Linked DNA regions of Sus scrofa: regions 2, 3, 4 and 5 are each linked to region 1. The links are chromatin contacts, called in public Hi-C, HiChIP or PLAC-seq and promoter capture Hi-C maps. All regions are on one chromosome and are shown on one strand. The core of a region is the stretch at or near the end of the contact, and the rest is flanking DNA. Distances in the headings are between cores, read along the strand shown. Region 1 holds the start of ARID5B (AT-rich interactive domain-containing protein 5B). Region 2 overlaps RTKN2 (rhotekin-2). Region 3 holds the start of TMEM26 (transmembrane protein 26). Region 4 has its middle 53 kb from the start of ZNF365. Region 5 overlaps RTKN2 (rhotekin-2).

Region 1 (5,210 bases), core at 2,022-4,521:
TCCCCATAATGAATGATTTCTTTTAAAAAATCGTGTACTTAAAAATGTATCTATTCACTATCAGCAGTTCTAACAGTTCTTCGGCTAATATTTCTTTTATTCTTACATCAGAATTCATTAATTACATAACAGAAATTAAAACTGGACCAAGTGGGGTCAATTCGGGGTCTTTCAAAAATATTCCAATTTCAATTAAAGAAAAAAAAGCGTGGTCACAAAATATCCCATAAAACACTGAATAATTTCCTTCTGGGTTTAGTCAGAAGTCTATTAGGCACCAGGTCTTTTCTGGATATTTAATCCTTCCCTTTTCCAGATCACAGGCCATGTTGAAGTAATAAATTTGAAAAGCAAATAATAAGAAATCAGGAGGGGGGAGGGGGAGGAAGACAGCTGCGCAGGAAAGTTGGGTCGGGGAGGGGGCCGAGCTAGACCTTGGGAGGGAGAAAGAGCTCAACCTGTTGGTAGGCTGCAGTATTTTTCACAGTATTTCCAAACAACACCTTTGTAAAACTGCCGGCAGACGTCGGGAAATGTGAACGTTTAAAACCCAAAGCTGGCGGGGAGGGCGGAGGGGCGCTGGGGGGTGGGGGGAGGCGGAGGCGTTCGGGAGGAGGGAGGGGCTTATTTCCGAAGAGGCAGATCCGAAGGCGAACATTTTGACGAACTCCAGTAATTAACCGGCATAGACCACTGATGGGTAATTCGATCCTGGGGAGAAGAGTGAACGCGAGATGCCAAAAGTACAATCAACTCCATAAGACCAAGGAATTCTGGAAGGACTGGCAGGCAGCTTGGAGCACCGGGATGAGTTAAACGGCGAACCATTCATTTAACAAAAAGATCCTTACACCTACCTCGAAAGCTCGAGAGCCTGGCACAGAGCTAGCTGCCCTCAAAAGTCTGACTTTGATTACCCAGCTCTCGCTTGGGCAACACAAAGCCTGGCCAGGCGGCCGTGCGCCCTCCCTCCCCGCCGCGTCGAGGGTACAGCCTCCCCAAAATAGTTCCCTCTGTAGGTACCACGGCGCTGAGGTCGGTCAGCTGACGGAGGGAGCCCGCAGAACTGCGGTCACTCATGAAATGACAGAGCCGAAGAGAAGCGACCGTCCCGGTGCCCGGTGACAGTGGGCTCACCTCGGGCGTCCTCCCGGGAGCGCGGCGAGCGCCCCCGTGGCCGCCCAGAAACGTGCAGGGGAGGCTCGGTCCCTCCCCACCCTCCCCCGGAGCGCCGTCTGGGCACTGAGGACGCCGGACCCGCAGGGCCACTGGGCGAGCACACACCCCTCTGCCCTTCCCTCCCGTGTCCACGTCCCACACATCCCCAAAAATCGCGTTGGAAGACGACCACTTTGCGTGGAGTAATTGAAAACTAGAACATCAGATGTCTTGTTGGGGGGGAAGGGGGTGGGCACGAGAGATAGTTGTTACTGCTTAACGTGTTTGTGCCGGTTACACGACCGCTTTGAAATCCGCCCGGGCAGATCTGCAAGTTATTTGAATGTATTATTCCAGTACCTGTCATTTATCACTTTATTCAACACGTCTTTGCCAACTCAATAGCTTTTGATCTCACTCTGCCTCCATTTCGTAATTTCCGCCCTCTTAAACATATCAAATACTTACTTTAAAAAAAAATTAAAACGTGAACAATATCGAAACCTACCGAAAGAAATCCACCCATTCCCCGACCCAGCCAGACGCGAAGGTAAATTTTCAAAGGCAAAAAACATAAAAAGCATGTGATGTTCAGGCAGCAGTAGCAGGAGAGCGAACGATCTCTCTCTCTCTCTCTCTCTCACACACACACACACACACACGCGCACACACATCCTTGAACAAAACCCTTCTCGAACAAGTTATTTGATCTTGACTAAAATCAGCAGTTGGATCCTCTTTGTAAAGCTGACAGCCAAACTCTGACAATGGCAAAATACTCGAGCCCCAGCTAGTGGCGCTACCCCTTTAAAAAAGGAGTCGATCCTGCTCGCCTGCAGAAGTGAATACAGTATTTTCAAGCTTGCCCTGTAATAAGCATTACTGGGGGAAAAATAATAAAGGAAGAAGAAAGGGAGATATAAGTTTACCACCTCGCCATGGTCGCTATTTCTGCCCTGGGGAGTGTCTTCTGGGAGGAAATAAAGTTTAGAGCTGGATAAAAGTTGCCGGCTGGTCCTCTCTTCCCACAACAGCTGGAGCTCCGCTATGCAAATCGGATCCTTTGGCGTACATCTTACAAAGAAAAAGTCGCCAAGGGACAAAATTCTTGGTTTGCCTTCAAGGTGGAATTGAAAAGCCTTGTAGAAAATGTAAGGTCCGTGCAAGCCACACGGTGAGCCGACCCACTGCAGGGGAAAAAAGCACCAAATAAATAATGTAGCCATCAGAGCACAAACGTCTATTCCCAGACATATTTACACACAGACATCCACACTCTTAATACAGAAGAGGCAACAGATATAAAGCTGGGTGGAAAATAATAGAGCCCACAAAATTTCTGCCTCCCTTAAAAGAAAAAAAAAAAACCCTCAGCCCCCCCCCCCCCCCGCCACCTCTCCCTACCTCTCCATCTGAGGAGGTAAAATTACATTATGTATGTATGATCGGTGCAGGGATTTTTTTAAACAATAAAAATGATTTGGGGGGATGCAGAGGGTAAAAGTTTGGTGAAAAGTTTGTGGGGGGTGTGGGTGGGTGCAGAGGTGTGGGTAAGCTGGGGGCCTGGGGGGTGCCGGGGGGGTGCCGGGATCGGAGGAGCGGAGAAGAGCGAAATACCTGGAGTGAGTTGGGCTCCATCTCGACGTTCTGAATTGATTGAACTCAACATTCTCTCCAAACTTGTTGGCTTGAATGGATTGCATCAGGTCCTGGCAGGGAAAAACATTCTCTGCCTTCAGCTGGCGTAATGTCTCAATATAAAACTAAGCCCTTGCCTCCCCCCCAGCACCAAAATGATTGAAAATATGTCCTAATATTTCTCTGACGACTCAATTTTCAGCTCCTGTCAGAACTGTGTAGGGTTCCTTCCAAATGTGGGTTGATCAAATTCATAATCGGGAGAAAGGCTCCGTCCAATCTCGGCGGGAAGCGGATGGATCAAGGCAAAAAACATATAGGAAGGTTTGTAAAAATAAAATCTACTCTTAAATTGTGCAAAGATGAGATCTCCCTCTTCTCTGTCTCCCTTGTCTAGGGGTATCGTTTGGTGAGATTTTTTGGAGGAGACAAGAGGTAGCGAGCTCCGCTGTGCATCTGACAGGACCTGCTTGTATATGTCTAATATAAAGAACATTTCCTGCAGAGATTCCGGGGCGCTGCTCCTCTTTCTAATGCTCCTTAGCAGATTTGCTGTTATTAGACATGTAGATTTGTTTGATAGTTAAATTACGCTTCCTCACTGCCATGTTTTCGAGAACTAATCTGTTAAATTATCTTTTGATGCCTATTTACATGGAAGAGAAAAGTGGGTTATCGATTATATAAACATATAAATATTAATGCATTTGTTCGCTTCGCAAAAAAAAACACTCAGCAAAAAAAAAAAAAAACAGAAAGACAAGTGAGCAGTGCACACACATTTCAGGATTTTGCAAACAATATTGAACGGACAGCGACTGCATTTAGGGACTGGAACAATAAACGATGCATGATAAATCAATAAATGCGAGCAGCGAGTCTGCTCGGAATATGAATTCAGGCTCCCGGTTCTGCGTGTGCATTCTTTAATTTTGAAGTATATACACTAGTACGTGTTTACAATGCTGATGGACGCCAAGGGCGCTCTCAAATGATAATGTGTTTATATAACCCAGCGCTACAGGAATAATATACCGACTCCTACCCCACCCCCAACCCCTCCCCCGCCAAAAAAGGGAGGGGAGCTTCCTCAATAATAGTTTGAAACTGAAAAAATCCATTTGCAAACTAGTTAAATACAACCAGAAATTAAGCTGTTGAAAACCGGGGGCATGAACCGTAAGACAATAAAGGCTTTAAATGTGTATATTTATTGTTCTGGAGCCCTGGAGCATTGCGAGGTTTGCATGCACGGCTATTATGCAAACACAGAGAAACTTAAGAGCGACAGAACAAGGAACAGGCAGAGACTGCAAAGCCCTCGCTCGCTCCGACCCAGCTGCCGGTCCTCCGCCAGGCTAGATTGCATTTTCGCAGTGTTGATGTAAAATGGTGTACTCGCTTCCCCCACGCTCCCCCACCCCCTTCTCGGCTCTCCTCCCACTCCTTTCAGTATACCCCCCCCCCGCCTCCGATTTTATTATATTGGCACCAATCTTTCCAAAGTGGGTCTGGCATGCTAAAAAAGTAAACATGTACTATATGGGGAATAAGGTCTGTTATAGTATGACAGTTGAAACTTGATCTGTGATAAAATTACAGGATGTTGAAATTACTAGTAAGCTATTTTTAACGCTTTCGCAACGTTTCACCTCTAGTCACAGCATCTAGTTGAAACAGGATTACTTTAATGAAAATTATATTCACATGGCTGAAGTTAATACACCCGGCAGAGCACAAATGCCTCATATTCAGTGACTTGAGGTGGAAAGACCCTCTCTGTGTATTTTTATGCCTTTTCATAACGTCTGAGTCCGATGCAGTAAGAATTAGGGCACTTAACATTATCTAAACCACATTTTTGATTCAGAACATGGGGAAGTAATAAAAGGCAAGATCTATCTCGTTTCTATACACACAGAGATAAACGAAAGAAAATGGCAGATCCTCCAATTACAATAAGTAATAAAAGCCCATGCCAAAGAGCCGGTATTCTGAAAGATGTTGAAAACTATTTTAATAATTTAAAGTAATATCACAACTCTGCACAGTGGAGGAGGACAATGTAACCATTCGCAGTCTCCCATCTTTTGCATTAGTCAAATTATGACTTGCACATCACTCTTTAATTATCTGCCTTGAAATTTCATCTGATCTTTCTATTTTATAAACATGGGTTACAAAGAGAAATTACAGCTCTCTGGCGCTTTCTCTCTTTTTAACTTTATGATGCATACTGCAAACGTTTGATTAGAATAACCCATTTTGTTCATTTTTTTACATATGAATGAACTTGACTGAAGGGCATTTTACATGTACTTTTTTTTAAATATAGGAGAGATGCCCTAGGCTTCAATTAGTCTCTGTCCTGTTAGTGTAAATATATATGTCCAGTTCAAGAAATCCTATATTAA
Region 2 (5,254 bases), core at 853-3,352, 330 kb before region 1:
GCCCCCAGCCTACACCACAGCGACAGCAACTTGGGATCCAAGCCATGTCTGCAACTTACTCCATAACTCATAGCAATGCTGGATTCTTCCCCACTGAGCAAGGCCAGGGATCGAACTTGTGTCCTCACGGATCCTAGTTGGGTTTGTTACTGCTGAGCTATAATGAGAACTCTTCTTTACATTTCTTTAAATCATCTTCAGTTTTCTTTATAATGTTTTATATTTCTCAGCATATACGTCTTTCACTTCCTTGGTCAGGTTTATTCCTGTGTGTGTGTGTGTGTTTAAAATCACGTTGGATGTGATTTTAAAAGAGATTGTTTTTTTTTCTTTCCCTTTCTTGATATTTCATTATTAGTATAGGGAAACAGATTTCTGTATGTCAATCTTGTATCCTGCTACCTTGTTGAATTTATCAGTTCTAGTAGTTTTTGTGTGGCATCTAGGGGTTTTTATTTATATATAGTATGTCATTTGTATATAATGACGGTTTTACCTCTTCTCTTCCAATTTGGATACCTTTCATTTCTTTTTCTTGTTTGATTGCTGTGGCTAGGACTTCCTATACTACATTGAATAGAAGCATTGAAGTACGCATCTTGGTCTTGTCCTAGATTTTAGTGAGAAAGCTTTAGACTTTTTACCATTGAGTATATGTTGGCTATAGTTTTATCATAAGTGGCTTTTATTATGTTGAGATATGTTCCTTTTACTTACTTTGGTGAGTTTTTATCATGAATGGATGTTGAATTTTATCAAATGCTTTTTCTGCATCTATTGAGATGATCATGCGGTTTTTGTCCTCTCTTTTGTTGATGTGGTATATGACATTGATTGGTTTTTTCCATGTTGAACTATTCTTGTGACCCTGGGATGAATCCCACTTGGTCATGGTATATCATCTTTTTTATTTGTTGTTGGAATCAATTTGCTTATATTTTGTTTAGAATTTTTGCCTCTATATTCATCAACGATATTGGCCTTAATTTTCTTTTTTGGTAGTGTGTTTGTCTGGTTTTTGTATCAAAGTGATGGTGGCTTCATAGAATAATTTTGGGAGTGTTCCCTCCTTGCCAGTCTTTTAGAAGAGTTTGAGTTAAGTTCTTTGTATTTTTGGCAGAATCCCCCAGTGAAGCCATCCAATCTTGGACTTTTGTTTGCAGGGATGTTTTATTTATTAACCTGTTTGTTTATTACAGATTCTATTTCATTTCTAGTGATTGGTTTGTTCAAATTACCTATTTCTTCTTGATTCAGTTTTGGTGGACTTGTGAGTGTAGCGGGTTAATGATCCAGTTTGTCTGTGGTGTTGCCAGTTCGATCCCCATCCTGGCACAGTGGGTTAAGGATCTGGTGTTGCTGCAGCTATGGCTTGGATTCAATCCCTGACCTGGAAATTTACATATGCTGTAGAAGTGGCTGAAAAAGGAAAAACAAACAAACAAACCCAGTTTTGGTGGGTTTTATGTTTCTAGAAAGTCACCCACTTCTTTTAGGTTTTCCAGTTTGTTGGCATATAATTGTTCATAATTATTCTCTTACAGTTTTTTTTTTTATTTCTTCAGTTTGGTTGTTTTGTTTGAGTCCTCTGTCTTTTCTTCTTGGTGAGCCTGGCCAGAGGTTTGTCAATTTTGTTTACCCTTTCAAAAAACCAGCTCTTGGTTATATTGATTTCTTCCATTGTTTTTTCTCTTTTACTTATTTACTCTCAGATCATTATCATTTTCTTCTTTCTGCTGACTTTAGACTTGTTCTTCTTTTTCTAATTCTTGTAGGTAGTATGTTAGGTTGTTTACTTGAGATTTTTCTTGCTTTTTGAGGAAGGCCTATATTGCTATGAACTTCCTTCTTAGGACTGCTTTTGATACGTCCCATAGATTTTTGTATGGTTGTGTTTTCACAGTCAGTTAGACCCAATTGATAATTTTAGAACATTTCATCCATAAAACCCAGAGCATACATTTTTTTTTTCAAGTGAACGTGGAGCATTCTCTAGGAGACGACGTACCAGGACGCAAAACAAGCCTTAAGAAATTTAAGAGGATAGGAACTATTTGATGCATCTTTTCTGACCACTTCAGCATGAAACTAGAAATAAACCATAAAAAGGGAAATGAGAAAAAAAAACCCCAAACCCCATGAAAACCACTATATGCGGACTACACAACATCTTACTAAAAAACTATTGGGTCAGTGATGAAATCAAAGAGGAAATTGAAAAGTACTTTGAGACAAATGACAAAACATAACCATGAATTGGCAAATATATTTTAAAAATTGTTATCAGATGTGTGTAAAGGGTTTTTAGCTTGGCACATGGGGAGAGCTCTGTAAGTAATATTATTATTTTTTTTACCAAAAGTGCTAAGGCACCAGTGGGAAGAGCACACATACATTCCTACCTAGTTGGGCAGGTTAGGGATGAAGGAGTAATGTAAAGCTATTCTAGAAAGGAAATTGGACACAGGCACTCAGAACCTTAGAAAGAATTCTAAACAAATAGAAATGTAGACAAAAGATTATGGGATCTAAAGGTGAAGCACAATGTAAAGGTAGCCAACTATTTATGTTCATAAAGATTTGTAATTATTTGAAAGTGGCATAATTGGATATGAAAACTGCACTTAAACTTCCTAAGTGTAGTAGGGAAGTGTCTTAGATAAGAAATTTTCCACAAGGGCTTGAGTCGTTGATACAGTTTTCATTCTGAGTAACTAAAACTAACTTTACTTTACCATTGAGATCTCTGCTGTGCTGTATTATGCTGCGATCACACATCTTAATCTATTAGTAGAATCTAAATCCTTTAACTTGGAAATTAGCATAGGCATGTCAGAGGGAAATTGTTACTGCATAATGTTAACCTAATATTAAATGGAAGAATAGAGGAAACTAGAAAGGAAAAATTTTGACTGTGTCAAAGCTCTAGATTAATTTGTGGAATAAAGATCATTAACGCAATCACTTTAGAGTTTGAAGAATGTGTGAATGAAAAGAATGTGTTTAGAATATTTTCAGAATGTATGTTCTTTTTTTGACCTGAAAGAAGCAATGTATTCCTCTTTTTCACTTTTATTTTTTAAGGGAAATGTTACAGTTTGTAACACGAATATACAAAGATCTGTAAATTCTTTTGTAGACAAAGAAAATCTTAATGGAAAGGTCTTGGATTTTTTCGTCTAGGCTGGGTTTCTCCCAGAAACCAATAATCTTAGGCAATTCACTTAATTTTCTTCATCTTTAAAAAGTTTTCTTTCCTTCCTTCCTTCCTTCCTTCCTTCCTTCCTTCCTTCCTTCCTTCCTTTCTTTCTTTCTTTCTTTTTCTCTTTTTCTTTCTTTCAAGGGCCACAGGTGCAACATATAGAAGTTTCCAGGCTAGGGGTCAAATTGGAGCTACAGCTGCCAGCCTACGCTACAACCACAGTAATGCACGATCTGAGCCATGTCTGTCACAATGGGAACACCTAAAGTTTTCATAGTGGATAAAAGTTCTAAGGTTCTTTCTACCTCTGTGATTCTATGATTTTGAAGTGTATTTAACTACATTTGCTGCTGCTGCATACCCAACATAAAAATTCAACACTGAGTTCCTCATAATTCACCTATTTCAAAAACAAATCACAAAATGAAAAAGTTTCAGCATAAGCTTATTACAGATCTTAATAACTTAGTTTCTTAAGTAATGGTAGGTTTTTTTTAAGTATATTATTTAAGTGAGTATTACGGATTTTATATTCCCAGTCTAAGCTGTTTTTAAGAGAAAATGTCACTGTGTTAGAAAATTTAAATAATAAATAAATATTAGCTTTAATGGTCAGAATCCATTATGGAATTCATAGGTTTATTTCACTCTTAGCAATGAAATTTGCCAAAATTATTATTGTCATTTCTTTTTCCCTGCTTTTATAGATATTCGTATACCACTAATGTGGAAAGACTCTGATCACTTCAGCAATAAAGAACGTATGTATAATTTTTAATTGTAATAGAAATGTTTTCTTTTGTATATTGTAAATATTTGATTATTGGGAGAAAAAGTTGCTTCCACGCTGAAATAAATTGATGTTATTTGCCATAATAAGTAGCATCTTGTTGATAGGAACCAGTACAGGATAATGAGTAACAGGTAATAGGGAAGGAAAATGTGGAATAAAAGGAAATGTTGAAGGAGTAAATGTAAAGGCAACATTATTTGACCAGAATTCTTGGAGAGCTTTTTTCTGCCTTGTTTTGTTTACCTCAGATTATTTAACAAGATGTAAGAGGGAAAGATTTTTTAGCTCCATCTGATTTTTTTTTCCCCTTTAGCATTTTATGGCTTTATTTGGTCTTAAAAAAATCCATGCATTGCTTAAGTCATGAAAATTAACCTCATGTGATTTCTAGCTGTACAGCAGAAAAGATGTAACAATCCTTTATCTTTCTTGTCTGCTGTGATAGCTTTGTTCTTCATACTTTAAAAACTGAATCAGATTGAGCATAATTAGTTTTATATGAAGAATCCAAAATCAAGTTAGTATATTTGTTATTCAATTAGAAAATATAGTTTACTTTACAAAAGAATGCATGTGGGAATTAAGTACATCTTTCTGGTTACTATGCAGAATTAAGTTTTTTTGAAGAGCTACTTTTTCTCAGTAATAAGGATTTAGTCCTTTAATTACCTAATACTTTTTAAAAAAATCATCAAATTAAAAGGCCCAGCAGCTATGGTTTTTGTGTTCATGTCTACTTTTTATTGTTTTTGTGGTTTCCTCCCTTGCCGTTAGCTTGGTGGAAAATGTTTTGCTGTTACTGGGCCTGCTCTTAACCTCTTACAATAGAAAACTTATTTTTCTTAAATATATGTGGAAACCAAAATGACAAGGGTAATAGTATATATAGAATAATAAAGTTGCAATTAATTAAAGCTTAAAGAATTTTCTAGGAGTAAAATTTATGAGTTGGGTGCTTGCTTTAGGCTGCTGAGCAGCCTATATTTTTAACTTTATTTTTTGATACTCTCTAGTTTAATTGTTGTATTCTGGTTGGGTAAGATATTAACATAGGCTGACAAAATAGTCTCTATAAAAAGTTAAAGAATCACAATGTACAGTGTATGAAAATAAGACTCTATTAGCAAATATTTAGGATTTAAAATTTTTGTTAATATTTAATTAATTTTTTAAAATTTTCAAGTAGATTGTAACATAGTGTAAGCAGGACATCACATGGATCATTGCCTTAATGCTATTTTTCTTCTCTAGGATCACAG
Region 3 (4,884 bases), core at 808-3,307, 480 kb after region 1:
TGCCCTAAAGAAGTAATAAACCCAACGTGTTCAACAACAGATGTGTTCCTGATGGTGTTGGGCTGGAGGATTTTGAAAAGACTTTGGAATGTCATGTTTCTCTCTCCACTCCTATCATTACATGTCAAGATGGTCAAAAAGCAGCTCCTGGGACTAACTTTCCTGGTCCCAGCAATAAATTCCAAGGCTTAACAGGCTCTTACTACCTGCCAGGTGCTTTACATGAATGATGCACTTTATTTATTTATTTATTTATTTATTTATTTATTTATTTGCCAAACCATTGGCATTTGGAATTTCTCCAGCCAGAGATCAAACCCACACAAGAGCACACACCTGAGCTGCTGTGGTGACAATGCCAGATCTTTAACCTGCTGTACCACAAAGGACCTCCTACAGTAACTCAACAAAGGTCACAACACAACTAAGGGGCTGAGCCAGGAGTCCAAGATGGCCAGCTGAGCCAGTGTGAGGGTTCCAATGTCCACAGCGTGCTGCCTCCCATGGCACTGGTCTACATGCTTTCAGGCATCACTGGTATACAGTCACTGGTCACTATGCCATTAGGCTATGTTGAAGGGCACTCTAATAAACGGCCCCAGGATATCACTGCTGGGTTTCCTGTAAGCCATCAGAGAATGCACACCCACAGGAAAAAAAAATCTCTCTAATCACAGTACCAGAAATAACTGAGCTTCTGTGAAGCAGTTGGATTTTTTTTTCACCCTAGTGAAGGCAGCAATCATATAATTCAGAGATTTCTACCTCATTTTAAGAAAAGTACAGGATGATTTTAAGTCAAACCTAACCAAGAAACATATTCTCTTTGAGTTTTAGTTTCAATTTTACCAATGTGGCCAAAAGAGCATTCCCACTTGGTAGTAATAGGACTACTGCTTATTTTTTCGGAAAGCTGGAGGCTGAGGCACAGAGGCTTAGAAGGTAATAATAATATCAAGCAAGAGCTCAATGACTTAGCCTCATTTTATTTATTTTTGTAATTACCTTCCATTTATAGCTGACTATACTGATTTTCCATTTATAAATGATATAAAGTTTCCTTTAAAAATTATTTCAGTAAAAAGTTGAGTCCCTTTAAGAGAAAATGTTAAATAAATAGTGGTACAGGTGGTAGGATACCAAACAAGGAAACAAAAATCATGAAGGTGTTCTGGGAAACCGTGACTTCAGTTTCCTCTTTGCCTTGGATGCTGGAAAGACAGCGCTCAGTTCTTCAGTCATTGCTCTCAAGGGTGCAGTTCTCCCCTCCATGAATTTCTCCTTCTAATCTAACGCCTGGCTGTATCTTCCATATCCTCCGCACTGCCCCCTCTGCCTTTTTGACTTGCCACCCTATTTCCTTTCAGAAAAAAAAAAAAAAAAAAAAAAATAGTGGGGGTTGGGGAAGACATAATAAAGAATATCTCTGCTTTAACGTCACCTTTTCCAAAAAGTAAAAGTGAGGTGCAAGGAGCTTTCAGAAAGCCCAGAGCACCATACTGCCTCTAGTCCTGGGAAGTTTTTAATTCTTGGAATTGGGCAGGAACCGGTATTTCTAAAACTGTCCAGACAGGACAGCGGATTCTTTGGCTCTCCCGCTTCCCATCTTAGAGTTAACCACGAGAGCCTGTTTCTGTAAGAAGTGAGTGAATTAAAGTACTTCAGCAGCAAAGTAAGCAGTACGGTCCCCCAGGCATCCCCCTCCCCCTTTCTGGCTCTACAGCCCCATGACCTTCAGTCTACCTCTCTCCTCTTTCAAATCCCTCGAGTGGGAGGGGGGTTTCCTCCGGGACCCCACAGAGGCCTGGGGATGGGGGTCGAGGGCAGGGATGGAGAGTGGCCTCCCCGGGATTGGGAGGGGGATGGGCAGACGAGGTAAAAGGTGCGGAGCCAGAGCCGCATAGTCCCAGACTCCCCGGAAAGCCCGAAAAGCTACGTCTAGAATCTCCTCGCCTTCCAGAGTTGTCAGGAAGTTTGGGGGAGGGGCGCTGCGCTCTCCGCGGGCGGCGGGAGCGTGAGGGAGGACGAAAGCAGCCGCAGGTCTCCGAGCTGTCACGTTCCGCCCACGGGCGGGCTCCGGTGTTCCCGGCGGGTCCGCCGGGCACGGGTGCGGGGCGGCCGGCAGAGCGCGCGGGCGGCATGGAGGGACTGGTCCTGCTCAACGCCCTGGCCACCCGGCTGCTCTTCGTGCTGCACTCGCTGGTCGGAGTCTGGCGAGTGACCGAGGTGAAGAAGGAGCCATGGTACTGGCTGTTGGCGCTGCTCAACCTCTTGCTCTTTCTGGAGATGGCGCTGACCCTCAAATACAAGAGCGGCAGAGGCTACAAATGGTGAGCGCACCCTGGGAAAGGGAGGGAGCGTCAAGCCCTGGGTACTGTCCGCCGTGGCACTCGCGGACAGCCTCAGAGCTCGAATCCCCGCAGTCCGCGGCTTCTTTACCGGGACTCGGACCCCCTTTGTCCTCGCTGGGAGCTTCGAAAGAGCGCGAGATGCTTGGGCGTCTTTTGGGCACGCCGGAGAGCCCCTGGGTCCCAGGGCAACAGGGGAAAGGCTCGAGTCACAGCCACGCGCCGCCCAGTCCCAGGTTTGGCAACTTGGAAGATGGAGAAAAAAGAAGGGAAGAGCTTCCCTGCTCTGCAAAAAGTGCTCCAAAGTGGGAAAGTCTTGGGGGCAAAAGGGATGTCGTGCGCCCTAGGTCCTGAATCTGGGTGTGTGTGGTTGTGCAGGGGTTAGCCTGAGGGCATGCAGTTGTGGGAATGCCCGTCGCTGGGCATCAGTGACTTGGGCAAGAGCTTGTGCTCATCCCACATACTCCCGGGTGAGAAGCCTTGGTTTAAGCTGCTTTGTTTGGTTCTAGCCCCGCGCGCCATGGCAAGGAACCGGCCTCAGGTGTCCTCCGGACTTGGTTGCTTTAGAGCCTTTGATAATGGTCAGCCAATCTTCTCAAAGATGGACTGCGCTGCTCATGAAGGGACTCTCTGGTAGTGGTTCAGACTTAACCTCCACGTGCCACACTACAGGCTCTGCCTGATGCCTTATTTCCTCCCCTAAAGACTTGAATGGCAATCAAAGAATTGAGAAAAGGATTCCTTGCCATTTACAATGAGCCTCTATCTGCATTGCTCCACTCCCAGGAGGTTTTCATCCCCAACTTCTCCAAGTTAGGGCTTTTCCTGTATTATTTTTTAAAACAATGAATCTATGTTTTCATATATATCAATGTTTTTTAAAAATCCAATGCTATGAGAAAGAGGAAAATGCTATTAGCCAATTCAAGAATTATAAACACTATAGCATTATAGTTATCCAGCATACTAAGAAAAACAAATTCCTTCAGCAGTTTTACATATTAACTACAAAGTCTGTGTATTTTATGACAATCCAAGGGAGAGAATATGTTGTCTCTTAATATGATGTGAATTTTGCTTGAATTTGCCACTGACAAAAAATTGCTAGAATTATCAATGAAAAAAACTATTCAAGTAGAATCTAAAGTAGAATGTCACTGCCCCCCACCCCTTAACAGCTTATTAAGCAGGACAGATCTGAGATACTTTCCAGTGTGCCTTTTGGAAGTCTGAAAGAAAAATGGTATTAGTTCCCCAAAGAAGCCTTAAGGTTAAAGAAACAAAAGGCAGAAAAGTGTTCACTTAGCAAGCAGGTCATATGAGATTGATTTGGTTTTTACTCACTAGCTTTAACATGCTAGGGTAGAAAATATCTTCAGGAGGATGAAGTCTGAGGCTGCAAAATGTTCCATGGGAAGTAGTCCTGCTAGCAACCATCACCAGAGCTTCTGGGAGAAATGTCAACCTCAGAAGAGGGACTCACTCAGCCAGCCCTGAAATATTCTCCTCCCTCTCAAAGAGTGGACCAGAGGGCTTAGCTCACATTAAGTCAGAATTCCTTGCCACTTGTGCAGGAATCCTGTAGACAAAGGATCCTTCACGTCTATATCACCACCGATTACTGGTTGACTCAGACTGACATCTAACTTCAAACCCAGAGAGAGGGAAAAAAGGTTGGGGCAAAAAGGATGATAGTCAATGCATCAAGTTAAATGGGAAACTGGGAGCATGTTTATGTATAGAGTGTGGCCTCAAAATCAGTCAGATAATGGAGTAAAATCTAGGCTCTCCTACTTACTTGCTGTGAGACATTGAGCAAGTTACTTAACCATTTTGAGTCTCAATTTCCTCATCTATAAATATTTATCTCATGGGTTGTTATGAATGAATGAGATAATATATATTGATGATCGAAGAATACACAAGAAATGGTCTTATATAGATCTTAGAGTTTTTATTTTTCTTTTTATTAAAAATATTCTGTGTCAAGTGAACATATTTTATGTCTGTATAAGTCAAAAAGCTTTAGTTGAGGGACTGGCTAATAAACCGCTGGTTCAGAGTCAAAAAGAAGAAAACAATTCTCACCTTTATTTTAGAACAGGCTCATGATGTATATTGTTATGTTACAGCACTAATTTTAAAAATTGCTACCTCAATATCTAGACTATATTTGAGAATAAGCAAAAAAACCTTGATAGGTTTTGATTATAAAATTTCAGGAACAAATGAGTCTTGTAAAAAGATCTAAATAGAAATGTGTATAGTAACGCTTTGTTCTACTGATATTACCAAATACAGCTGAGTCTATAAATATGGTCATTTTTGTGATGGACAAAGCTCAAATGATATTCTTTCATAAGTTGGCAAAAAAAAAAATCAGAAAATGGAATGTGAAAAAATTATTCCTGATAGAACATGGTGACAATTAAGAAAAGTTTGATTTGGGACATATTCCATTTCTGGGTTGAAGTTTTCTGAGTAAGGGAAAGTGTAATTTTTTGTTGTTTTGAATGGTAAAAAAGTTTTCATTGGA
Region 4 (5,161 bases), core at 808-3,307, 510 kb before region 1:
AGTTATTTTTTCTTTTTAGGACTACACCTGTGGCATGTGGAAATTCCCAGGATAGGTGTTGAATCAGAGATGTAGCTGTCAGCCCACGCCATAACCACAGCAATGCCAGATCCAAGCCACATCTATGGCTTACATCTCAGCTTACAGCAACATGGATCCTTAACCCAATGAGCAAGGTCAGGGATCAAACCCGCATCCTCATGGATAATAGTTGGGTTCTTAACCTGCTGAGCCACAACAGAAACTCCTTAAGTATCATTTTTGGATGTTGATATCATTATTGGAGTCTCTGTTTGCACTGAGTACTAGGAAGGAAGGAAGGAAGGAGAGAGAGAGACAAAGAAAAGGAAGGAAGGAAGGAAGGAAAGAGAGAGAAAGAAAGACAGACAGAAAGAAAGAAAGAAAGAAAGAAAGAAAGAAAGAAAGAAAGAAGAAAGAAAGAAGAAAGAAAGAAAGAAAAGAAAGAAGGAAAGAAAAGAAAGGAAAGAGAGAAAGAAAGAAAGAAAGAAGAAAGAAAGAAAGAAAGGAAAGAAAGGAAAGAAAGAAAGAAAGAAGAAAGAAAGAAAGAAAGAAAGAAAGAAAAAAGAAAAAGAAAGAAAGAAAGGAGTTCTCGTCCTGGCTCAGTGGTTAACACATCTGACTAGGAACCATGAGGTTGCAGGTTCAATCCCTGGCTTTGCTCAGTGGATTAAGGATTCGGCAATGCTGTGAGCTGCGGTGTAGGTCACAGTTGCAGCTTGGATCTCACGTTGCTGTGGCTCTGGGGTAGGCTGGTAGCTATAGCTCCAGTTAGACCCCTAGCCTGGGAACCTCCATATGTTGAGGAAGTGGCCCTACAAAAGGCAAAAAAGACAAAAAAAAAAAAAAAAAAAAAAAAAGAAAGAAAGAAAGAGGAAAACATTGAAAATCAGCTATAATTTTAGAAAATAGATTTTGAAAGTTTTAAGAAGCAACCACAAAAAAAAAAAAGAAGAAGAACAAATAAATTCATGTAAGCCTCCCCAGTTAAAATGGCAAAATGTAGAATGGAAGATTTATCAGATTTTTTTTTTTATGAAACTCTCCTTAAAATGTTATCCATTCTTACTTCATTTTTAATCCAGAATCACATTCTCTGTTTTGTCTTGTCCTTATTTTTGAAAGATTACTTAATTGCACATACCCTTAGATCTAGAAATTCATCATAAACATACACTCCCAAAGAATTCTTGGATGTACAGTTACGGCAATAATCGAACCCATAAAAAGCAGAATATATTCATCAATAGGAGACTGGTTTAAAAAAAGTCAACATGGTATATACATAGACTATATTGCTATTAAAAGGAGAGAGAGAAGAAAAGAGATTTTGGACATATTATAAAGAGAACTAAGAACAGTATGCATGTATGTAGACTGCTCTATGTGAGTTTGTTTTTTGAGAGTTCATATACACATATATATGCTTTTGCATAGAAGAAAATCCTGGAAGGATACTTAAGAGCAGGACTATTTTCACTATTAGCATTACTACTTTAAAATAATTTCATAAGTAATAAGAAAGAGCAAGTAGGGGGGTGGGAAGCCATTGTGTTTTTCAGGATCTGGGGATGTTGGCCAAAATCAGTAGGTTTGTTGACCTATTGGTAAAAATTAATCCACCCAAGCAGGGCTGCTGGAACTGCAACCAGGGAATGTGATAGAGACAGATGGTGAAACACTTGACTTATACCAACTGCTTTGGTTTTCCCCTTTGGCCAAACACATTAAGAAACATTTAAAAGGGAAACACTATAATTATGCCCTACATGATAAATAAAAACAGCAGCAAAATTATAGGATTAGACTCTTAATCCTTATTACCACCTACTTAGAAGACGGGTGTGACAGCCATTCATTCAGGAATACACCTGAGGCCACACCTTATTTGTCATATTACATCTTGTTTGTCAGATACCTTATGCTTAGTATTACAGCAGAAAGAAAAATAACCACAGAAATTCCACCCAACAAGCTATCCAAATTAGCTGAGTGTTTGCATAGCCCTAGAAACTTTGCCAATGTCTCTTTCTCCTTCCTATTTGGCAGCTTGCACTTTGGTAGTGAGTGATGAGAGATTGTTTATAAAGTGTCATCAAGCTAGCATTTCCTGTTCTCTCGAGAGTTTTAGTTTTGTGGCTTGTAAAGCTTAAGGTAAAAACTTCATAGGGGTATATTCCACTCTATTTATATTATGTTATACTATATATCTTAAAATAAAGAGGGCCTTCACCATCTTTTTGTTTTTAGGGGAAAAAAAATGAAAATTTCATGGATATATAGTTCTGTTAAAGCCTTTCTCAAAAGCAATTTGAGGTCTATAAAACAAGAGCCTTAAAAATGTCTTTACTTTTTGAACTGGAAATTTTACATTTATAATTCCATCTTAATCGAAGAAGTAAACAAGATTTAGATACAAGGTTGTTCAAATTATTACTGTCATAGTGGAATCATTCTTCTGTTGAATAATAGAGTTAAATCAGCTACAGTGATTCATATGATAGAATGGTACAGTGTCATTAAGAATATTAGTGACAAGGTTCATATAAACTATTATTTATAATGTTAATTGTAGCTCTTTCTGAGATTTGGGATGATTTTATGATTCCCCGTACATTCTAAGTTTCCTACAATGAATCTTTTCTCTTATTACCAGAAAAACACAAATGTAAAAATGTACTGGTTTTCATGAAACTTTGTTCAGTAACTACCACTTACCCATTGAGAACTGGTGATTGGTTCCAGTCAGCCCTCACCTAGGAGTTGGCCCTTACTCACAGTAACCTCAGCAGCATCACCATCATTCTATACATGCCAGCAGAATGGGGCTGTAACTAAGTAAGCCTCTATGGCAAGCACTTCTAGTGCAAAAACATCAGAACTTTAATTTTTCCCCAGTTCTAATTATGATTCCCAGTGGTAGGCATAACATCCAGCTTCACACTGTCTTAGTCTCTGATAGGCAAAAGAGAGACACCCCCCCAAACCATCAATACAAAGGAACCTCATTTCTCCCCCTGACATTATAAGCCAGTTATTGAAACTTGCTGAGAAGTTAGAAGAATGGCATGTTATAATGTCCCTAATAAATTGAACTGTGGATAGATATTCAGGGAGTTACCCCACCAACACACACCCACACACAAATGCGCACATGCACACAGAGTTTAAGAGTAATAAACTGACTCCCAACTTGTTACTAACAGATAAATTTTTTCATCTTGTAGTTTATTTAAAAAGTCATAATCTGATTCTATTTGTTGTTTACAGTAATCTCCACTTAAGCATTTTGTGAAAGGATATCAGAAGGGCTCAGCAATCTTAAGGAAGTTTATCTTAAACAACTTCTTTAAATGGCAGATATGCTTATGATAAATCAGTTTTTAACAAAAGCCACTTTGAGATTTTTAAGGCTAGGTGTGGGAGGATCAGTACTTAATACCATTCAGTATCTATTTAGTCAACACTAGCCATGTGTGAAACAGTATTTCTCAAATGGATAAGGGCTGAGATTAGGGCATAACCGGACATGCATAATAGGCAACAGTGATGACAAGCACTCCCACTTTTCAAGTGTATACCCACTGGTTTGCATGGAGGCTGGGGAGCTTCCTGAGAGAATTCAGTGTCCATGACTAGAATTGACGCACAGTTATTTCTTGGAGACAGAATCAATTGTACAAGGAGACAGAACGCAGAAGTGTGCTAAATCCAGTTCCTATCAGTTAAAGAGAGCCTGAGGTGGGCCTCTCTTCCCAGCACCCTGTTTAGGGTCCACACATTCATAGCTTGAAATTGACCGTGTGAGCATTTATACCTTAAAATGGCAAATTATATAAATCAGGGCCTTCTTCACCCTACCCTGCCCCAAGCCAGTTAGTTATAAAACATTTATTAACACACCACTGGGAAAGCTTCTGAAAGAGGACACATCTAGGGAATGAGGTGTCTGGAGTGACAAACCATGTTCAGTGTTACTCAAATGAGTTTTACCCCACCAATCCTGGAGGCCTGTGTGCCCTGGGAATGCCCACACTATGGAGCCCTCTAATGTTGGGCTGGAAGGAAAGGGCATGAGATCTAGCATGTAACTTTGAGTACATGTCTACTTCCCATGAGTCTTTAAAAAAATCAAATATTTCCGATCTCGCAATAGGCACAGTGTTCTTGCTCAAGAGCTAGGGTAAGGAGTTCCCTGGTGGACTAGTGATTAAGGATTCAGCATTGTCACTTTCATGGCTTGGGTTTGATTCCAGGCCCAGAAAGTTCCACATGCTGCAAGTGCAACCAAAAAAAAAAAAAAAAAAAAAAAATAGAGCTGGGATAGAAGAGGCCACATGAGGTGAATATCATAACATCTACATCCTGACACGTTTCCTGCTAGGTCCTGTCTCCAGAAAGACCAAAAGAATTAATCTCATAGGATCAATCATAAAGCAAGCTAGGTGAAGGATGATGTAAAAACTGGTTTTCTGAAACTACAATTCAAAAATATTCATGCACGAGTTCTCTCTGTGACACAGTGGGTTAAGAATCTGACTGCAGCAGCTCAGGTAGCTGCAGAGGAGCAGGTTTGACCGCTGGCCTGGCACAGTGGATTAAAGGATCTGGTGTTGCCACAGCTGTGGCATTGGTTGCAACTGTAGCTCAAAATCAATCCCTGGCCTGGGAACTTCCATATGCCACGGTGCAGCCATAAAATTAAAAAGAAAAGATACATGCACCCCAGTGTTCATAGCAGCACTATTTACAATAGCCTGTAGTACATGGAAGCAACCTAGATGTTCATGGACAGATGAGTGGATAAGGAAGATGTGGTACATATACACAGTGGAATACTACTCATTAAAAAGAATGAAATAATACCATTTACAGCAACATAGATGGACCTAGAGATTATCATCCTAAGTGAAGTAGGTCGGGCAGAGAAAGGTAAATACCGTGTTATCACTTACATGTGGAATCTAAAATATGACTTATCTATGAAACAGAAACAGACTTACAGACATGGAAAACAAACTTAGGGTTACCAAAAGCGAAGGGGAAGGAGGGGTAAATTAGGAGTTTGGGATTTGCAGATACAAACTACTATATATAAAAAAGATAACCAACAAGGACCTACTGTATAGCATAGCGAACATAC
Region 5 (4,598 bases), core at 1,412-3,911, 280 kb before region 1:
TGTGAATTAGATTTGTGAATTTATATCACCTGCATAACTAATTACCATCAACTTAAAAACAACATTCTTTCATTATCCCATGTTTCTTTAGATCAGAAATCTAGATGGTCTTCAGTGGCTTCTCTGTTTGGGATTCCACAAGGCTCATATCAAAGTGTCAGCCAGACTGTGTTCTAGTCTGGAGGCTCTAGGGAAAATATGCTTTTAGTCTTTTTCAGGTTGTCAGTGGAATTCAGTTCCTCATGCTTGTTGACTGGCCAAGCAGCACTCTCCTAGAGACCACTCTCCAGTACCTTGTATGTAGACCCTCAGTCTTCAAAGCCAGCAATAGCTCATTAAATCTGACAGTTCCATATCCTCCTTGAGGACTTTTCCATCCACAATCAGCTAGAGAAAACTTCTTTTTAAGGACTCATGAGATTAGATGGAGCCCACCAGTATAATCTCCCTTTTGATTAATTCAGAGTCCACTGATTAGTAACCTTAATTACATCTGGAAAAATCTCTTTTGACTATAAGCATGATATCACATTCAGTAGGGCAGGAAATCTTAAGGTCCATTTTAAAATTCTGCCTATACAAGTTAAACATATTTTTAAGGGCAGAGAGCATGTCTTATTTGACTTTTAACTTCATCCTAGTATAATAATAATAATGAGAGAGGATTATTAGATATTTATTATGTGTAAGGTATTGTGCTCAGTACATGAATTAACTCATTTAATCCTTTACAATAGCCTTCCTAGTAACCCCACTAAGTGTAATGTAGAATACTTGCCCTGAGTCGCACTGCATGGTAGTTAAGATATGAATTCTGGAATTAGACCAGGATTACATTCTAGCTCTGCCATGACTTAGCTGTGTGATGGGTCTGGGTTTTTTTAACCTAATCTAAGTTTGGGTTTTTTAAAAATCTTTAGGATACAAATAGTAGAAGTTCCCATCGTGGCTCAGTGGTTAACAAATCCAACTAGGAACCATGAGGTTGTGGGTTTGATCCCAGGCCTTGCTCAATGTGTTAAGGATCCGGCGTTGCTGTGAGCTGTGGTGTAGGTGGCAAATGCAGCTCGGATCCTGCACTGCTGTGGCTGTGGCATGGGCCAGCAGTTACAGCTCCAATTAGACCCCTAGCCTGGGAACCTCCATATGCCGCTGGTGCAGCCCTAAAAAAAAGATAAAATACTAAAAAAGACCAAAAAAAAAAAAAAAAAGATATAAATAGTACTTAGATAATGCATGTAACACATAGCCCTGACATAAGTTCTTCTATTGTTTTTGCAGCCTGACATGTAGCATGTAACAAATGTAGAAAGAGAAGAATAAGGTATATCTAATACACACATATATGGTATGCGTACATACATATATACATCTATATATTCTTAAAAGAAATTGTAACCCCTGCCCCATTTTCCTTTTTTGCTTTTTTCCTTTTGTACTTGGACTTACAGTGCATAAGAATTTAAGAGATATCTAAAATATGTCCATATATTTATTGTCACTATATTAGAACCCTACGTTAGACATTATTGGGGTTTATAAGATTAAAAAGAATATTTATTCTTGAGAAGTTCACATTTTTGTTGATGGGATTGACCATTTAGAGTATATTGATATGTTACTGTTTAAGCTTACCTCATATATATAACATATATCTGTATACAGACATTTAAAACAATCCCTGCCTACCACCAGTGAACTTAAGAAATTGACTGAAAAGATTAAATAATACATAACACAACAGTGGGCAATATGAAAGAACAGTCAGTATAACACAGTTAAGCCTCTGATTTTAAGAGATATGAGAGATCCATGAGGGGGTATGAGAACTTTTACATTGTGATTTTTCAACAAGTGCAAAAGACCTTGTATCTGTGAAAATGATGAGTTAAGCAGTATAAAATTATATACTATGAATATCTTAGAATGATGTAAGAACAGGTCATAATAGGAAGATTTTTCAAATCTAGGAGAAATAAGAATAGAAGTCAATTTATCCACTGGGCTTCTGGAGGAGTTTAATTTTACACCATTCAAATTTAAGGGAGATTAGTTGTCATGGAATTTGTGGAAAGGAATGGATTGAACAAGGCAGTTAGCCTATTGTTAAGGTAGGAATCAGCAAGCAGATTGGCATGGCTGAAGGGGCAAGGTAGGATAAGCTGGGTCACATGCAGGACTTTAATGCCAGTTCAAGAAAATAAGACAAGTTAAACTAAGTAGGAATATTTGATATCAGGACTAAATCAGCTGAGTTTGTGGAAGGAGCACTCAGCTTATGAATTGAGGGAGTGGAATTCTAGTCTATGGTTTATAGTTAATTAGCCATGTTGCCTTGGGCAAGCTGTTATTCATCTTTTCCATTTCATTATCAGTAGAACCACTGAAATGCTGTTGGTGTTTGTCTCAGGTTAACCCAGAGGGCTCTAGGTTCCTGAGATGATGCCCTTAGAGACTGCAGCCAGTGGGGATGACACTAAATGAGTGAGCCTCTGGTTCTCTCTCTTCTCATTCAGCCAGAGCAACTCCAAGTTGATCTGTTTTATATTTCAGCCCCACCCCAGGTAGTATTACAACAATCACCATTTTACAGATGAGCAATTTGAGGCACAGGACAATTAATTAACTTGCCCAAGGTCTCATGGTGAATGAGACAGGATTTGAACGTAACCAGTCATGACCTTAAGGGAGTGGTCAACTTCCTCATTGTACTCATAACCAGTAATGAATGTGAGACTGCGAAAGGCATTAAGAGCAAGTTTTGCCAGACTTGCCTCCAAACTCTTTTTCTCTAGTGATGTGATCACTTGGAATATCTTTTTGTATTAAAGCCCTCAATGCAATTGATTTCATTCACAGTTGGATCCTACTTGTATACTATCTTGGGCATCATGTCTGACCCTGGGAGGCATTTGGGAAGAAAGATTTGGGTATATGGAAACCTGACTCTACTACCAGGCTGTTTATAAATATGAAAGGGAGGAAAATACAAATTCCATCCAAGAACATCTGGGAGAATGTGAAGAGGTGGTATTTGAGCCAGGCTGGAAGAATGAGTTGATTTTTGTTAATAGCATTTCTTTTTGGCAAAAAGCAACAGATGATAAATGAAGCAAAAAAAAAAAAAAAAAAAGAATGGTGGGGGTGTTATTGAAAAGTTATTAGAATCACCCAGAGGAATGAAGGAAGCCTAAGGAGGGTTGGACAGCAACATAAAATAAAAAAGGAATAGTTTTGTTCTTCTCTTAGCTTGTTAGAATATAGTCTTTGGGGCTAGAGACTATATCAACATAGTAAACCGTTTTAATATTGAAGTGGAAGAATAGAATCACAGAACTTACCATCTAGAACTGTGGTCTAAAACAGGAGTGATTTGTGTTCACCATGGAATATTTGGTAATGTCCGGAGACATTTCTTTGGTTCCCGTGATGAGGGTTCAGGGTGCTGCTTAAATCTAGTGGTAAGAGACCAGGGATGCTGCCAAATGCATATATAAAGTCTTGTAGGATTGCACTCTGTAGATATGGAAAAGGGCATTCTGAGCAGTGGAACAGAATGAGCAATGGGGTGGAAACATTATTGTGGTTCAAAATATGTCCACAAATTCATTGACCCTGTCTTCAAAGGTAGAACGTAATTCTCCCTTTGAATATGGGCCTAGGGATTCACTTCTAACGTAGAGTTTTGGAGGAAGTGATGCAGTGTGGCTTGTGAGGATATGATATAAAGGAGAGGTTGCACCTAAGCACTTTCGTGGGTCACTTACCGAAGTGAGTGAGAGGCCAACAACTACACTCCAACAGTAGTAGAAGAGAGCCATGTGGAGAGAAACTGAGACCCCCCTCAACAACCACCACCAGCTTTTAAATGAGCCCTCAGAAGCAGATCCACCAAGGGTGATGTCAGCCTCCTGAGAAATTCCAAGCCAGAAACCACCCAGCTAAGCATTTCCTAAATTTATAAGATAATAAATGTTTATTATTTTAACCAGTAGGCTTTGGGGTATTTGTTTCCATGGAAGTAGATATTTTTTTAAAAAACATAAAAGAACAGAGAATGCTGAGGGCTTGAAATGGTTTAATTGTGTATATTGGGAATTAGAAATAGGGTTGACCAGGCAGGAGGAGTCAGATTATGGGAGGCCTTGAATGTCAAGCTAAAGCATTTGCTTTCATTTGGTGGTTGAAGAAATATGCCATATGGGATTAGTACATCCACATCACATCTGGCTTGTTCTTTCAGAGTAGGAAAGGCAGAAGTAGCTACAGTTACTATTGGATACCTTGCTCATCCTTTAAATTATCTCTAGAAGAAATGCAAGTAACCTGTAAATACCTTCACTAATGTTAAGTTCATGGAGGGCAGGGGCCATTTTATTAGTCATGCTTTGTCAGTATAAATGTGCTGAGATTAAGCTTCCCCTGGCTTTGTAAAAATTTTTTGAAGAAGATTGAAGAGAAAAATCGTTAGAATTATCCAGATCACTAATGTGACAGCATTGACTTGATTTTTCTTATCTGCCAGTCTTCTTTCAAGGAGAGGGTGACACGTTAAATTGCTCCACCTGCTACATCTTAGCATGACTAGGTTTATCACA

What was found. Promoter capture Hi-C pulls out the DNA fragments that hold promoters and counts their contacts. A called contact is a pair of places that touch in the nucleus more often than the background predicts. HiChIP or PLAC-seq counts read pairs in DNA pulled down with a chosen protein or histone mark.
Region 2: a Hi-C map of alveolar macrophages shows a contact between it and region 1, with 3 times the contacts expected there. The contact joins the enhancer-like site here to the promoter of ARID5B in region 1. A contact is called at or near these places in 1 of 5 promoter capture datasets (liver), 21 of 47 Hi-C or Micro-C datasets (alveolar macrophages, blood, brain and 13 more) and 2 of 2 datasets of contacts at active chromatin or transcription factors (alveolar macrophages and skeletal muscle).
Region 3: an H3K27ac HiChIP or PLAC-seq map of alveolar macrophages shows a contact between it and region 1. The contact joins the promoter of TMEM26 here to the promoter of ARID5B in region 1. A contact is called at or near these places in 2 of 47 Hi-C or Micro-C datasets (both in embryonic fibroblasts) and 1 of 2 datasets of contacts at active chromatin or transcription factors (alveolar macrophages).
Region 4: a promoter capture Hi-C map of liver shows a contact between it and region 1, with 8 times the contacts expected there. The contact joins the enhancer-like site here to the promoter of ARID5B in region 1. A contact is called at or near these places in 1 of 5 promoter capture datasets (liver), 4 of 47 Hi-C or Micro-C datasets (fetal skeletal muscle, omental adipose tissue, retroperitoneal adipose tissue and 1 more) and 2 of 2 datasets of contacts at active chromatin or transcription factors (alveolar macrophages and skeletal muscle).
Region 5: a contact with region 1 is called in an H3K27ac HiChIP or PLAC-seq map of alveolar macrophages. The contact joins the enhancer-like site here to the promoter of ARID5B in region 1. A contact is called at or near these places in 4 of 47 Hi-C or Micro-C datasets (fetal skeletal muscle, mesenteric adipose tissue, omental adipose tissue and 1 more) and 2 of 2 datasets of contacts at active chromatin or transcription factors (alveolar macrophages and skeletal muscle).

What each region holds. Positions count from the first base shown.
Region 1 is chr14:65,406,664-65,411,873 of Sscrofa11.1, reverse strand. ARID5B (AT-rich interactive domain-containing protein 5B) reads right to left here and starts at 3,271. Exons shown (of 10, transcript XM_021072755.1): 1 at 2,776-3,271; 2 at 2,091-2,345. The coding sequence starts at 2,796.
Region 2 is chr14:65,740,044-65,745,297 of Sscrofa11.1, reverse strand. It overlaps RTKN2 (rhotekin-2), which reads left to right. Exons shown (of 13, transcript XM_021073059.1): 5 at 3,910-3,963; 6 at 5,247-5,254. Among named protein-coding and RNA genes, the nearest start is that of MIR9836, 8.0 kb to the left of the region's middle. Within about 2 kb of position 2,102, at least 3 of the 83 cell types and tissues checked have an H3K27ac peak or open chromatin away from gene starts, as enhancers often do. A contact at or near this core is called in alveolar macrophages, where this site is marked.
Region 3 is chr14:64,922,622-64,927,505 of Sscrofa11.1, reverse strand. It overlaps TMEM26 (transmembrane protein 26), which reads left to right and starts at 2,057. Exons shown (of 6, transcript NM_001244582.1): 1 at 2,057-2,330. The coding sequence starts at 2,140. The region is part of intron 4 of LOC106506013 (a long non-coding RNA gene); the gene reads right to left.
Region 4 is chr14:65,911,732-65,916,892 of Sscrofa11.1, reverse strand. No RefSeq gene overlaps it. Among named protein-coding and RNA genes, the nearest start is that of ZNF365, 53 kb to the right of the region's middle. Within about 2 kb of position 2,057, at least 1 of the 83 cell types and tissues checked has an H3K27ac peak or open chromatin away from gene starts, as enhancers often do. A contact at or near this core is called in liver, where this site is marked.
Region 5 is chr14:65,683,299-65,687,896 of Sscrofa11.1, reverse strand. It overlaps RTKN2 (rhotekin-2), which reads left to right. Exons shown (of 13, transcript XM_021073059.1): 13 at 1-1,173. Among named protein-coding and RNA genes, the nearest start is that of MIR9836, 65 kb to the left of the region's middle. Within about 2 kb of position 2,661, at least 2 of the 83 cell types and tissues checked have an H3K27ac peak or open chromatin away from gene starts, as enhancers often do. A contact at or near this core is called in alveolar macrophages, where this site is marked.